2 separate regions of the Rattus norvegicus genome follow, and region 1 is linked to region 2. A link is a contact called in public Hi-C data. All regions are on one chromosome and are shown on one strand. The core of a region is the stretch at or near the end of the contact, and the rest is flanking DNA. Distances in the headings are between cores, read along the strand shown.

The links. A called contact is a pair of places that touch in the nucleus more often than the background predicts.
Region 1: a contact with region 2 is called in a Hi-C map of liver, with 2.1 times the contacts expected there. The contact joins the promoter of Rab11fip5 here to the enhancer-like site in region 2. A contact is called at or near these places in 3 of 12 Hi-C or Micro-C datasets (frontal cortex and liver).

What each region holds. Positions count from the first base shown.
Region 1 is chr4:119,463,727-119,470,810 of GRCr8, reverse strand. It overlaps Rab11fip5 (RAB11 family interacting protein 5), which reads left to right and starts at 4,598. Exons shown (of 5, transcript NM_001399548.1): 1 at 4,598-5,135. The coding sequence starts at 4,705. It also overlaps the pseudogene Ass1-ps2.
Region 2 is chr4:119,383,257-119,390,813 of GRCr8, reverse strand. Sfxn5 (sideroflexin 5) reads left to right here. Exons shown (of 14, transcript NM_153298.1): 4 at 7,206-7,232. Among named protein-coding and RNA genes, the nearest start is that of Sfxn5, 40 kb to the left of the region's middle. Within about 2 kb of position 3,598, at least 17 of the 93 cell types and tissues checked have an H3K27ac peak or open chromatin away from gene starts, as enhancers often do. A contact at or near this core is called in liver, where this site is marked.

The DNA.
Region 1 (7,084 bases), core at 3,349-5,848, 79 kb before region 2:
ACAGCACGTCCTCAGATCTCTTCATGTATCTGAACAAAGTTGCGGGCAAGCACGGAGTGGGTCGCATTAACATCGTGAAGAACCACTTCATTAATCAAGTCCCGGAGTATCTACAAGACTCCAGCAGGGGCCATCCTTTACCACACTCATTTAGATATAGAGGCCTTCACCATGGATTGGGAATTATGCAAAATCAAGCATGGCCTGGGCCTCAAATTTGTAGAGCTTATATACACGGATTTCTGGCACAGCCCTAAATGTGAATTTGTTCACCACTACATTGAGAAGTCCCAGGAGCGGGTGGAAGGGAAGGAGCAGGTATCTGTCTTCAAGGGCCAGTTTACATCCTCTGCTGGGAGTCTCCACTCTCACTATACAATGAAGAGCTGGTGAGCATGAACATGCAGGGCGACCATGAGCCCATTGATGCCACCGGCTTCATCAATATCAACTCGCTCAGGCTGAAGGAGTACCATCTTCAGAGCAAGATCACTGCCAAATGAACCCTGGCAAACAGGCACAGGCCTCCCCACTCTGCAGCTCTCCCAGGCTTCAACATTACTTGTTGTGATAAATTTGTAATTGTAGCTGCTTGTCCTCCTACCACCTGACTGGGCTGTTGTACCCCACCCACCCCCCACCCCCGCAGGCTTTGTTCCCTGGTCCCCTGTAGCCTACAAAAGTGGTCATCGAAGGGAAGGGGAGGGTGGCAGGCAGCTGCAGAAAGTGTGAAATGACAATTAAAAGAAGTTACATTTAAAAAAGTTACTGAAACTATTATTCAATTTCATTTGTAGTTTTCTGTTGGTGACTTCAGAGAAACAGCCTAGGCTCTCTGCTTGGGTTTTCTCCTCCGTGAATGGAGGGGAGCAGAAGCACCTACCTCACTTGGGGGGTGGGCAAAGAAGATAATGACAGTAGAGTCCCAACCCCGCAGGTTTAACCTTTACTCTCCGAGGCCCTCAAATTATTTGCAGATAGAGCGTAAAGATTAGAATGACAACGAACGTAGTGCTGGCGGTGTTTTCTCTTTCCTTTATTTTCCTTATTTTCCAAATAACAATTTTTTTTTTGAGACAAGGTCTCATGTAGCTTAGATTGGACGTAAATTCAGTGTGTAGCCAAGGATGGCCTCTTTTGATCTTCCGGCTTCTCTCTCCCAATGGCCAGGAATAAGGGAGTGTTCTCCCAGCCCTACTTTATATAGTGTTGGAGATGGAATCCAGGACTTTAGGCACAGCATGCAGCAGTCCACCTCAACACAACAGTGGAGAGACCCCGAGTTTGAATCTCCCCACACCCCACATAAAGCCGGGTGTGTACAAAGCACACATTTGTACTTCCAGTGTTCTCACTGCGAGATGAAAGGTGGAGGTGGAGGAGGAATTCCAGGAAGCTTGAGGGCTAGCAGACTTGGTGCAGTCTGTCTAGGAGAATCTAAAATGTGACAGAGATGACACACCCTATTGTGGGAGGCTGACCAGATGGGCTGTGCTGGAGTTCTCTCAAGAGTCTCCTTTCCCTGGTGTGCTGACTTCCCAGTGGAGGGTGCAGCCTAGGAAGTGGAGATTTGGACGCTACCTAAGAAAGAAAGGGTGTCCCTGTGAACCTCCCAATGAGGGAAGGCCCACAGTAGGACAGAGGACGGAGAGTGGGTGTGAGCTAATGGCCAGCGCCAAATTTAGATCTAGCCACAGAAGCAGTTTATACAGCTAAGTGCAGCCAACCCCAAGGCCTGGAAACACAAATGTCTTTACGGGGTGTATACTCAGAGGTGTGTGGCCCAGTTATAAAAAGCCTGAGAGAAAGCTTGGGGTTTATCTCCAGACTACAACTGGAGGTGCTGGCACCATTTACAAGAAACGAAAGTAAGTGTGTTTAGATTGAAGATAGGCACAGTGGTGCTGATCTGGAATCCCAGAATTCTGAAGGGAAAGGCCGGAGGATCCGGGAGTTCAAGGCCGGTCTATGGTGATTTCAAGGCCAGCCTGGGCTACCCAGACCCTGTCTCAAAAATAAGTTAATAAAGAGCCCAAAATGATGACGAATACTAGCAGCACTTGGGAGGCAGAGGCAGGCTGATCCCTGTGCGTTTGAGGCCAGTCAGGGTTACATGGTAAGACCCTGGCTCAAACAGAAATTTAAAAGTAGGGCTGGAGAGATGGCTCAGTAGTTAAGAGCATCGACTTCTCTTCCAGAGATCCTGAGTTCAATTCCCAGCAACCACATGGTGGCTCACAACCATCTGTAATGGGATCAGATGTCCTCTTGTGTGTCTGGAGCTAGCTACAGTGTACTCATATAAATAAAGTAAATCTTAAAAAAAAAAAGAAATTTAAAAGTAGGTATAATCAGATAAGAAAGCTCAGCAGGTAAAGCAGGTGGTTGCCAGGGAGCCTAATGACCTGATGTGATCCTGTGAGAACTGAGGCCCATGGATTGCTCTCTGACACCCCCGACAGACAGACAGACAGACAGACAGACAGACAGACAGACAGACAGACAGAATAAAGTAATAGATATATACCGGCATCTAGGAAGGGAGGGCTTTTGGAGTCTCTCCCTTCTCCCCTCCTGATGCTTCTCAATTTTATCACTATTTTTTGCGGGAGGAAGTGTGCTGCAGTGCACGCGTTGGGGTTTGAGAACGAATTGCTGGAGTCAGCGCTCGCCTATCATGTAGGCCCTGAGGGTCAAACTCAAGTCCTCAGGTTTGGGGGCAATGGAGTAACCTTGTCGCCTACCGTTTTGTTTTTTGTCCTGAGCATATATGTAAACATTATTGAAAAGTATTCTAAGCCCGACAGTGGTGGTACACGCCTTTAATCCCAGGACTGGGAGGCAGAGGCAGGCGGATCTCAGTCAAGGCCAGCCTGGTCTGCAGAGAGTTCCACAACATCCAAGGTTACACAGAGAGGATCTGTCTTGAAAAATGAAAAAAGAAAAAACAAAATCTAAGGGTAGGCTCTGAAAGTTAACAGAAGAAAGTAAAGGCTCACCACGTAGCCCAGGCTGGCCTTGAATTTGCCTTCAGAATCCTGGGATTACAGGCTGTGCTACTCGGCTTCTTTGTTATGCATTTTAGGTAAATTTGTCTAACCTATAATTCTGCATTCTGGGAATTCACATACAGGGTGCTCTGAAGAATAGGTGAGGTCATGCACAGACAGCTCATGAGTCAGTCCTTGGCCAAGTCCTGCTAAAATTCAGCATCCATAATTATTAACCATTATCTTTGCAACGAACCAAGTGTGCTGGCAGTTCTCAGAACACAGTGCACAGTAGGCTTGTAAGAATGGGTTTAGAGGTTGAAAATTAGCCTTGTGGTAGAATGCTTGTCTACTACAAACAAGGCCCTGTCTGCCTTGTTTGTATATAAGCCTAATGTTTTTTTGTTTTTTGTTTTTTTGAGTTTTTTTTTTTTTTTCGAAAAAGTGTTACCACTCAGTCTTGGCTGGCCTGGAACTTAATATGTAGACCAGGCTGGCCTCAAACTTAAAAAGATCTTCCCCCCTCTGCTTCCCAAGTGCAAGTGCTGGGATTAAAGGTGTGCACTACCACACTGTGTCACACAAAAGTTTTAAAGCCAGTAGGCATGAGTTAGGGGACGTGCAAAGCTAACTTGTGAGCCCTTGATCTTAAAAAAAAAAAAAAAAAATCAAAACAGCTCAAAAAGAAAGAAAAAACAAAACTAAACAAAAACTCTTGTCCTGGTGGAGCCTGTCTAATTCCAGCATTCAGTAGAGGCAGAAATCTTTAGAAATTCGAGGCCTAATCTACATAGCGAGTTCCAGGAGGGAGAGCCAGAACTACCTAAGAGACCCCGTTTCAAAAAAAAAAAAGGGGGGGGCGGGGGGAGAACCAAAACAGAAAAAGAACAGTTGTTTGAAATCCCACTCCAGTGACTTCTCAGCACCTAGGGGGCTGATCCAGGTCATCACATATATGGAGCTGAGAGTTGAAAATGGGAGCGAATGTGCGATTTAGGGGATCTCTAGAGTAGGCATCTACCCTCAAACGCACGCTGAGCGTAATGGATCTTGGAAGTGGCAACGGTTTTCAAGAGTAGAGGAGGTTGAGGGGGAAGAACCTGAAACTGCCCAGGTAGAGCGCAGTGGATAGTATGCAAAAGTCCGGCTCTCTAGCACCGAGTCGCTGCCTAAACGGGGCGGGGCCATGGTGGCAACCACGCCCACCTCTCTGCAGAGGCTGCTAGCTGCCTTCGCTCGTAGCCCCCTCCATTTCTTCCTTTGCTGCTCTGCAATGTGCTCAAGCGAATCCGGTCGTGATTAAGGCGTGGCCAGATCTCAAGCCTCTCCTCCAACACAAGCAGAGGCCACGCCCCTTCTGCGCGGGTCACCTTTTTGTACCGCAGCTCGAGCTTGAGGTTCCCCCAGAGGGGCTGGGCCAATGAGAAAGCCCCGCCCACATCTTTGCAGAGGCCGCGCCCCTCTTTGGGTTTCTTTAGCTCTTAGGCAGCTATACGCTGGTGGAACTTGGGGCGGGGCCTGGCCGGGCCTGGGCGGGGCGTGACGTCGCGGGGCGGCCGGCCGCCCGGGAGGCGGGGCGGCGGGGAGGCGGCGGCCCGCTCGGCCCAGGCCATCCCGCAGCTGCGGCGGTCCGTACGCTGCAGGCGGCGCGGGGAGCCGGCTCCTGACAGCATCCCGCGGCTGCCACGTCTATCACTGGGTCCCAGGGTCCACCATGGCCCTGGTGCGGGACGATGAACCGGCGGCCGGGTCCTCCCGCTGGCTGCCCACGCACGTCCAGGTGACCGTGCTGCGGGCCAGCGGGTTGAGGGGCAAGAGCTCGGGCGCCGGCAGCACCAGCGACGCGTACACGGTGATCCAGGTGGGCCGAGAGAAGTACAGCACCTCGGTGGTGGAGAAGACGCAAGGCTGCCCGGAATGGTGCGAAGAGTGTTCGTTCGAGCTGCCGCCCGGCGCCCTGGACGGCCTCCTGCGGGCACAGGAGACAGATGCGGGCCCTGCGCCCTGGGCCTCCGGTCCCAACGCCGCCTGCGAACTCGTGCTTACCACCATGCACCGCTCGCTCATCGGTGTGGACAAGTTTCTAGGCCGGGCAACCGTAGCTCTGGACGAGGTCTTTCGCGCAGGCCGCGCCCAGCACACGCAGTGAGTCTGGGGCGCTGGGAGCGGGCACAGGACGGTTGAAGGCCTAACTGGGCGGGGCTGGTTGGGATGTCTGAACCCCGTCTTCCCACTCAAGGACACAAACCGACATAGTAGTTGTTACTTCTCATTCAGCCCTCTGGCCTCTTGACTGTCTCCCAAGCAGCCTGGTGGGCCTGGAAGGCCTGTTGGAGTTGATCTACTGACCAAGCGTCAGTAGTACATGGCCAAGGAAAGTTCAGAATGGGATTCTGAGGCTGTGGGAATTCAAGAAGGGAAATTTCAAGACTCTAGGGTCTGCCTTCCTTTTGTCAAAGAGGTGCCTGCCCTGTAGGGGAGTGGAGAGGCGGTCTCACCTTGTAGAGGCAGCAAGGTGAGGTGTTTTCTTCCAAGGCAGGATTGAAGGGAGATGCCCCAGTGTTCCCAGGAGTTACACAGGACACCTGCCTTTTGAATGTTCAGGGATGCTCATCACCATGTAGTCATACTCCCTGACTCTGTGTCTAGGATAGAGAGCACTGGGCCACCTCAGAGTAAAGGAAGGGAACACTTGGATCAGCTTGGATCAGTGACACAGTGGCATAGTTATAATACCCTTCAATTCTCCAGAATATTTTCTATAGAAAGGATAGGAGGGGTTCTTGTTTTGTTTTGTTTTAAGACAGGGTCTTTCTATGTAGCTCTGGCTGCCCTGGAACATGCTATGTAGACCAGGCTGCCTTTGAACTCAGAGATTTTACTGTCTCTGCCTCCCCAATGCTGGATTCAAAGGCCAGAGACTCCAAAACCTGGCTGTGAGTGTAGGAGGTTAAACATTTATTTTGTCAAGTTTGCCCTTTGTAGGGTTAAGATCAAGACCTAAGATTTGCCGTAAATGCCAGCATTTGAGAGGCAGAGATGTGTAGATCTCTGGATTCCAGGCCAGCACACAGAGAAACCCTGCCTTGAAAACCAAACCAACCAAACAAATAAAAGACCTAAGACTTGGAGCACCTTTTCCTGTTTGGGCCACGGATCATCTAGAAGTCAGGCCCCAGGGCTGACCATCTGCTGTAGCTGGCTGGGCCAGTTAATTTCTAAGCCTCCTGGGTGGGGTCCCAGAGAATGGGTGCAGAGTGGTACCCCTACGTAGGAGAACTGCTAGAAAAGGTTTATTGTTTTTGAGTAAATCAAGGAAGGCTGTTGGAGAGGGATGAGCCTTCAGCCTGGTGCAGACTAAGAGGAAAGCAGGCTTTGAATAGAAAAGGATCTGACCTTGAACAATTCTTTTTTTCCAAAACATGACTAGGGAAGGGCTTTCCTGGCTGGCCCAGTGTGGCTGGGGTGGGATAGACCTGGGCACATTCCAGCAGGGCTGTGACCTGACTTCATCTTCCCTCCCCTGGCTTCTCTCCTTCCCTCATGACTTGCTGTTTAGTTGCTGGGTGTGGAGTCATGAGGTACAACTTGGTCCTTGTTTTTTTCTTTTCCCTCCCTCTTTTGTGTCCTTACTCTCCTTCCTGGTGCAGGCTGATCAGGGGCCTGGGTGTGGGAAGGACTGCTCTCTCCTGATCTCTTAGCTCTTAACTTTCTCATTCCCTTCAGTTGCTCCAGCCAGGCTGGTACATTATATGGGGGTATGCATTAGGAGGAGGGTGGACTAAAAGGGACGGGGCTGGGGGGTGGGGGAACTAGCTTCTTTGATTTTTTTCCCCCTTGTTGTTGTTCATGTGCTTGCTTCCCTCTTGGCCTTGCATCTTTCTTAGTGGAGCTGGCCCAGCCTGCAAGTCCAGGTGGGCCTGTTTTCAGCCAAGAACAGTGCTCCCGGGAGAATGTGACGTGCTATCCCTTGATCGGAATGGGAGCTTTAATTTACTTTGAGAAGTCATCTTTTCCACAAGCCTTGTTTCACACCCACCTGGCTGCCTTTCTGCTGATGCCATGACCAGGATTATTTATAGAGTGGAGAGGGC
Region 2 (7,557 bases), core at 2,349-4,848:
AGTCCTCCTTTCTCAGGTTTCCTTGTCTCTCCTTCTCCTTTCTTTCCATCACTCCAGGACAGAGGGCAAGGATGAAGCTGGGTATCTTTTCCTCACAGGATACCCTGCCCCACCTCAGACAAGACAGATGAAGAAAAATGAGAGTGTGAGAGAGCAATGGAAGCAGAAACTTGCCCAGACGAGGTGCAGCTAGAGAATATCCCCTCCTCCTGCTCTTTCTTCTCTTCTTCCTCCTCCTCTCCCTCCTCCTCCTCTCCTCCTTCCTCTTTCTCCCCCTCCCTCTCTCTCCCTCTCTTCTTTTCTCTCTCTCTCTCTCTCTCTCTCTCTCTCTCTCTCTCTCTCTCTCCTCTTCTTCTTCTTCCTTCTCCTCTCCCTTCTCTTCCTTCTTTGGTGTTTTAAGACAGGGTCTTTCTGTGTAGTTATGGCTGTTCTAGAATGTGTTATGTAGGCCAGGCTAGCCCTGAACTCATAAAACTCATCCTACTTTTATGACTTGAGTGCTGAGATTAAAGGTGTATGGCACAAACTTAGCCTGGAAGTTTTGTTTGTTTGTTTGTTTGTTTGTTTGTTTAATTTGAGATTGGCTGGTGGGGGTGGTCTAGGCAAGGAAGACAAAGGAGTGGGCAAGTTTTCAGTGGGACTGGGGCAGACAAAGATGCACATTGTGCTGAAAGTCCAGAGAAGAAGCGCCTCAGGGCAAATGTTCTGGAGTCTCTCATGCTAAAGTGACCTCAGTACCTTGGCCCAGTGCCCATGCAGGGCCCCAGGGGAGTGATGAGACCGGAAGCCCAGGCAATCAAGCAGGTCCTGTCTGTCTGGAGGTATTTGCCCTGCAGCCCTGGGCAGAGAGTCAGGCTGTAGTCTCACTCCCTCCCCAGTGGTGACATTTCTGTCCGGCTTTGGGGCCCCTATAGCCTGAAGGAGCCCACATACCTTCCAGTGCCCTTGTAAAGTTAGAAGTGAGGCCACTTTCACTCTGGCCTGCTACCTGCCTAAGCTCCTTCATGCCCCACAGCCTCTGAGCTGGGCCTCTTGGGACCCCCCAGAGTTCAAGGAAAGAGGCCACATTATTCTCTTTCACTGCTCAGAGAGCGGAGAGTTGCTGTCCTGTTTTTCAGCTTTGTTTGCTGTCCCCAAAGCCCCTACTGGCCTCCTGGGAGTGGGAGTGGGGGAAGGGCCCAGAGCTTGGCATTTAGCTGTTTCCTGTGCTGCTGAGTTCTGGCTGGCAGTGGCAGAGCCTGGTGGGTCCATCTGGTGGCTAGGTGGCACAGCACTCTAGGTGTGAGCCTGTCACTCTGGTCCCCTGGAGCAGTGTCTCCCTCTGCCGAGCCTGAAGAATTGGACGATGTGTGGTGGCTGTCACATTCCTCCTTCCTTGGGCCACAGTCATCAATGTCACATATGCCTGGCCTTCACAGACTGGGGGATAGAGGGGACAGAGATGGCATATCAGCTTCACCACAGGGTGTGAAATTAAGGAGAGCCCAGGTCCTAACTCAGGGATGGCCCTGCTCCTGCTCAAGTATCATGTGTGGGGCATCTGAAGTCCTACAAGGTTCTTAGACCTGGAGTACACAGTAGTCATGGTCTCTCTGCACCTGCACTCTGTCTGCTCTATGGTTAGTAGTCATGGTCTCTCTGCACCTGCACTCTGTCTGCTCTATGGTTAGTAGTCATGGTCTCTCTGCACCTGCACTCTGTCTGCTCTATGGTTAGTAGTCATGGTCTCTCTGCACCTGCACACTGTCTGCTCTATGGTTCTTTGGCCGATATCTGGATCAAAATTCCAAAGCTGGTCCTGATAACTACAGTCACAGATGTCACGAGCTGCCTGGATATCTTGGGTGTGTCCTTAGTGATCGAAGCCATCTGAAGGTGGTCTCAATTGCTCTTCTGTTCATGGACAGCTGATAGCTTCTCCACAGATGGTCACCTTCCTTAATGGTTGCCACGCCTAGGAATGACATGTGACTTGCAGGAGCTCTACAGTCTAGAATCTCTCTCAGCTTGGTCGGTCAGTCTCCACCCCTGGCAGTTATAGTCTGTTTCGATACCCCTTGGAAAACAATCCAAGAATCTTTCAAGTTTCTGCTTTCCTAGATATGAGCTTTTTGTCTACCTTCTGAGTCTCATGGTCTTCTCTCCCTTCTGAATGTTTTAGTTTGGAGGAAACTTCTGTACTGCGGCTCTCATGTGTTCTAGGCTGGCTTCAAACTCACTATGTAGCTAAGGGTGACTTTGAACTCCTGACCCTCCTGCCTCCACCTCAGAGTGCTGTGATTAGAGGCATGTACCGCCATGGCTGGTTTATGTGATGCTCACATGGAAGCCAGGATTTCAGACATGCCAAAACAGCGTTCTTCCAACTGAACTGCCTTACTGTTTTGTATCGCGCTATCTTTAGTATTTAATGTAAAGTAGGTGTGCTTGATAAACATTTGCTCACCAAGTGAATTCTCTTATAATAAGCTTGATCGCAAATATCCCTATCTTCATATTACAAAAGAGATACTGGAGGCCCAGAAAGACTAAGTAAATCATCTCCCATCGCATAGTGAGCTAATGGGGGATTTCAAATTCAAACCTGGGCTCCTCTGCAGGGCCTGACCTCTCTCTAGAGGAAGCTTCTCGCCAAAAGAAGCCACAGCTGCCACCAAAATCCTGCAGAAGCAGGCAGGACATCTCTCTTCTTTCCTGTGTCTGCAGAATTGGGGCTCCCTTCACCCCACATAGGCTTGTATAGGTACATGGTACCTGGAGTTACCATGGCAACACAATTAATGGTGCGCTATAATGCAATGGGCTCAACTGATCAATTAGGAAGTTTTTTTGTTTGTTGAATGGAGGCCTCCTTCCCGGTACAGAAGGGTCCCCTTCAGGCTCTGTTTAATTACCTTCTGGAGGTTGTTTTAAATAGGCTCTGTCTTTGCTGCCTTAGGAGGTTTAAAGAAGCAGCTTGCTAGGAGACAGAGGGGAAGTAAGTGAGCCAGACTGGGGGTGGGGCTGTCGTTCTCCCTCTGGGTGCTGGGGTGCGTCCTGCCTCTTAGCAGCATGTGGGACCCCAGCCTACCCCTCCCTTAGTCTCCGCTGAGGCAGGTTCAGCTGAGACAATGGCTACTTCTTAACTCAGTGAATTTGTGTGCTCTGACAGCCACCCAGATGGCTTCACCACACTGCCCTTTGTCCCTGTTCTCCAAGTGAGCCAAGCAAACAGGGCCTCAGCTCTCAGATCCACGCCTGGCCATTCCTAAAGTCAGGCATCCCCACAGGTCGGGGCTGCACAGTTCCGTGTTCAGCCAGAGGTTCACTGAGTGCTGGGCTGTGTACAAAGGAGGTCAGCTCTAACCCTGGGGCTGCAGTTCAGCGAGCAGGTGCCTCTGTGTGCTGTGAAGATGCCAGGGGTCCTGGCCTGCGTGCTACATGTGGTGGCCAGCCAATGGGCTCAACTGGCCTTCCATGTCTGGTTCCCAGGGTGGCCTTTGTGACCTGTTTGCATGAGTGGCTTGTGGAACTTGAGCTTTTTCACTGTGGGGAGTACTTGCTGCCTTTTCTGAACCCAACTCATCGGTCCAGCAGGTCACAGGGCAAAGTTCAGCCAGACACTGTAAACTCAGTGTTTTTAACCTGTTCTTTAGAGTTGGGCCTGGTGTGTAGACTTGTCAGGAAGGGAGCGTGGGTTTCACCTCCTTCCTCTTCTGACTGATTGCTGTTGTTACTTGGGACAGGGTTTCTTGTAGCCCAGGATAGCCTCAAATTCACTGTGTAGCTGGGAATGGTTTGAACTGATGACCCTTTCTCCTCTGCTTCCCAGTTTTAGGGTTATGTAGGCATATGTCACCAGGCCCTGTCTGGTTAAGTTTCTGTTTACTTGGTTCTGATTTGTTGAGACAGTTTCTCTCCCTGCTGCCCAGGCTGGCCCGGAACTTGCTGTAAGGCTTAGGCTGGCCTGGAATCCAGGCTTCTGCCTCAGTTTCCTGATGCTGGGGTTACAGATGTGCTTTAACATAAGGGAAAAAAAGTACATGTCAAAGGCGTGTGGGAATTTAACTAGGAGGACAAGGAAAGATGGTGGCTGCCCCAGGTCCAAAGGGCCCAACATTGTGCCTGACCCTATGTGCAGTCACTTGGCTTTCAGTGGAGATAAAGTACCTGCTAAGAAGGGGAGAATGTTTGACTGGCTCATCTCTACCCTCCCTTGGTGGTGTCCTGTTAGCATCAGCAAGGCTGTGTGCAGCTCCACCTAGTTCTGACACGCAGGAAGAAAAGAAGTTACAGGGCTGGGAAGTGCTGACCTGGGAAAGGTGCAAGTCACTTCTCCCCTGCCGCAGGAGTTCAGTCACACGGAGCCCTCCACAGTCAGCCCCCCACCAGCTGCTGCTCTCTAACCACAGGGATTTTGTTGGACACTTAGTCCTCCACACACAAAGGCGCTAATGGAGGGCTCGGATGGTGTGCATCGATCTCATTAAAAAACAAAACATACCATGACCAAGATCTACAGAGGACGGGAGAGAAATGGTGTCAGGCCCGGGCACTTCAGCCGAGGCTTTAAGAGTGTGGCCCTCTGGGTCCTCCAAGCCCTGGAGGGGCTGGAAATTGTGGAAAAGGACCAAGATGGGGGCTGCAAGCTAACACCTCAGGGACAGAGAGATCTGGAAAGGCGGCAGCTACCAACAAGAAGCGTTAGAACAAAGGATGCTGGGTAACAAAGGATGCTGGGCTAATAAACTGCCTCATTCATAAAACAAAACAAAACATAAAAACAAAACCTTTTTTTCTTTTGAGACAGGTTCTCACTATTCACTATGTAGCCCTGGCTGTCCTAGAACTCACTATGAACAGGCTGGCCACAAACACACAGAGATCTACCTGCCTCTCCCTCCTGAGTGCTGGGATTAAAGGTGTGTGCCACTAAGCCCAGCTCATCAAAAGTTTTAAGTCCACACTGTTTCTTTTCTAGTGGTTGTGTTTATTATATTAATGACATAATAAACCACAGCAGTGGTGCTCAACCTGTGGATGGAGACCCCTTTACAGGGCACATGTATCAGATATTGACATCACAATTCATAGCAGTAGCAAAGTTATAGTTAGGAAGTAGCAATGAAATGATTTTATGGTTGAGGGTCACCACAACATGAGGAACTGTATTAAAGGGTTATAGCTTTAGGAAGGTTGGGAACCACTGCTCTACAGTGTGAGCCCAGTGTTGTGAGCAGGTTACCCAAGTGATGGTGTCCTTTACAGCCAGCCCTGTCTGTCTGTCTGTCTGTCTGTCTGTCTGTCTATCTATCCATCCATCTATCCATCGATCATATACCTATCTATCTATCTATCTATCTATCATCTATCTATTATCTATCTAATTTTGAAATGGCAATATGTCAACAAGATATAGATTCTAGAAGCACAAAAAGAGCAAAGAATAAAAATGAAGTTCTGGGAGAAGGCTCATTCACTAAAGTGTTTGCCATGCAAACCTAGGGACCTGAGTTTGATGTACCCAGGTACAAGCCAGGCAGAGAGGCTGGCACGCATCTTGAACCCTGTACTGGGGATGCAGAGTTAAGAGCATCCTTGGATCTCACCGACCAGTCAGTTTAGCTGAGTCAGAAAGCTAAGGTATAAAGGGATTGAACACACCTGAAGTTGACTCTGGCCTCCTGTGTGCAGAGTGTTGTTTGGGGATGTAGCTCAGTTGGAATGCAGCTTCTGTGCAGGAAACGCTGCATAAAATGTGATTGGCACTCCGGAGGCAGAGCCAGGACAGTCAGGATTTCAGGGCCATCCTCAGCTGTGTAGAGGGTTTGAGAGCAGCCTGGGACACTTAAGGCTCTGTCTCGAAAAGCAAAACACAGCATGGGGTAAGGACAGTGACTCAGCAGTTAACTGTACACTGGGCTCTTGCAGAGGACCAGAGTGTGATTCTTAGCACCCACACTGGGAAGCTCACAGTGGTTTATAACTCCAGTACTGTGGGATCTGGTGCCCTCTTCTGGTTGCTGTGGAGACCTGCACACATGTGCACAACACCAGCCCCCTGTAAATGTACAAGTAGTATACCCATAAATAAGAATAAATAAAATATTTTTAAAGGAAAACGAAAGAAAAGAAAAAGGAAGCAAGGAAGGCAGGCAGGTTAGCCAGCTTCCCATCCAGAAAGTGGTAGAGCTAGAATCTGTCTCCTCCCCTTTTTCTTGTAGCCCCCCCCCCACTTGAAGATACTGCAATGTTTTCAAAGTTCTCTTTAATCCTTGAGTTGCCCTGTTCCCTCCGAATTCTTTCTGTCTGTGTGTGTACCCAGACTCACTGAGAAAGGATCTTTTTCATTTAGGTATTTCAAACATCAATTTGTTTAATGTTTTGAAATAGGGTCTCAGGTATCCCAGGCTGGTCTCAAACTCTTGCTGGAATCCCAGGACACTGTTTTCTCCAGTGTTGGTGTTCACTTGTCATGTGTTCCTTATTCGAAAAGCATGTGTTATCAAGGTGTCTCCCTGTGTCCCCAGCCCTTGGGAAGTAGAGACAGGAAGATCTCTATGTGAGATCTATACTACAGAAGGTACTGTCTCAGAATTCCCTTGGTTAGAGAACAGGGCACCCACCAAGTGCAATGATTACACATATAAAAATGTCATAATGAAGATGCTAGTTAAAAATTCGAATTTAACAAAACGGAGGGAAACAAAACAGAAAAAGCAGGCTGGAGCTGCAGTCTTCTTGGTGGTATGCTTGTCTAGCGTGCTCAAAACCCTGGGTTCCATCCCCTGGATCCCGTGAGCTGAGCATGATAGAACACGTAAACAGAATACGCTGGAGGTGGAGGCTCCGGGAGGACCAAGAGGTCGGGGTCATTGCCAGCTCCATATTGAGTTTGAGGCCAGGCTGAGTTACAAGATATCCTGTCTCAAAAATCATTTAATTGGGGGTCGGAGAGGTTGTTCAGTGGCTGCCCTCCTGGAGGACTTGATTCATTTCCCAGCTCCCACATGGGGCAGCTCACATCTGCCTATGAATTTCGGCTCCAGGGGATCTGACATCTTCTTCTGACCTCCATAGGCATCTACTCACACACATAACACGCTCATATATTAATGAGGAAAAACAAATCTTTAAAAACTTTTAAAATTGAGAGAAACCATGGCTCATAGGGCTTAAACTGCTAGAGCTTTTAATTCTCTCCTCTCTCTTTCTCTTTTTTTCAGCTCTGGAGTGCACAGAAAATCAAACAGGTAATTTAGTTCTGGGTTCTTTTCTCCTTCTCTGTGCTTCCCTGGGCTCCTTCTCTCCCTGTCCCAGGTATCCAGCAGAAGCCTTTGTCCCATGGCTACTGGGTGTCCAGCCTTTCCCCACCCCATCCTTCCTACTAGCACCCTAGGGCCTGAACAGCTAAAGGCTGGGGTTCTGGCCTGACCAGCCTTATCCCAGGAGCTCTGGAAGTTCTGAGAAAAGACTGGGTTCTGCCCACCGGGTCTGGTTCTGTGCCTGTTGTATGATGGGCAAGGGCAAGAAGACTTCATAGTGGGCACAGCCTTGGCTCCCATTGGTTAGCAGCTG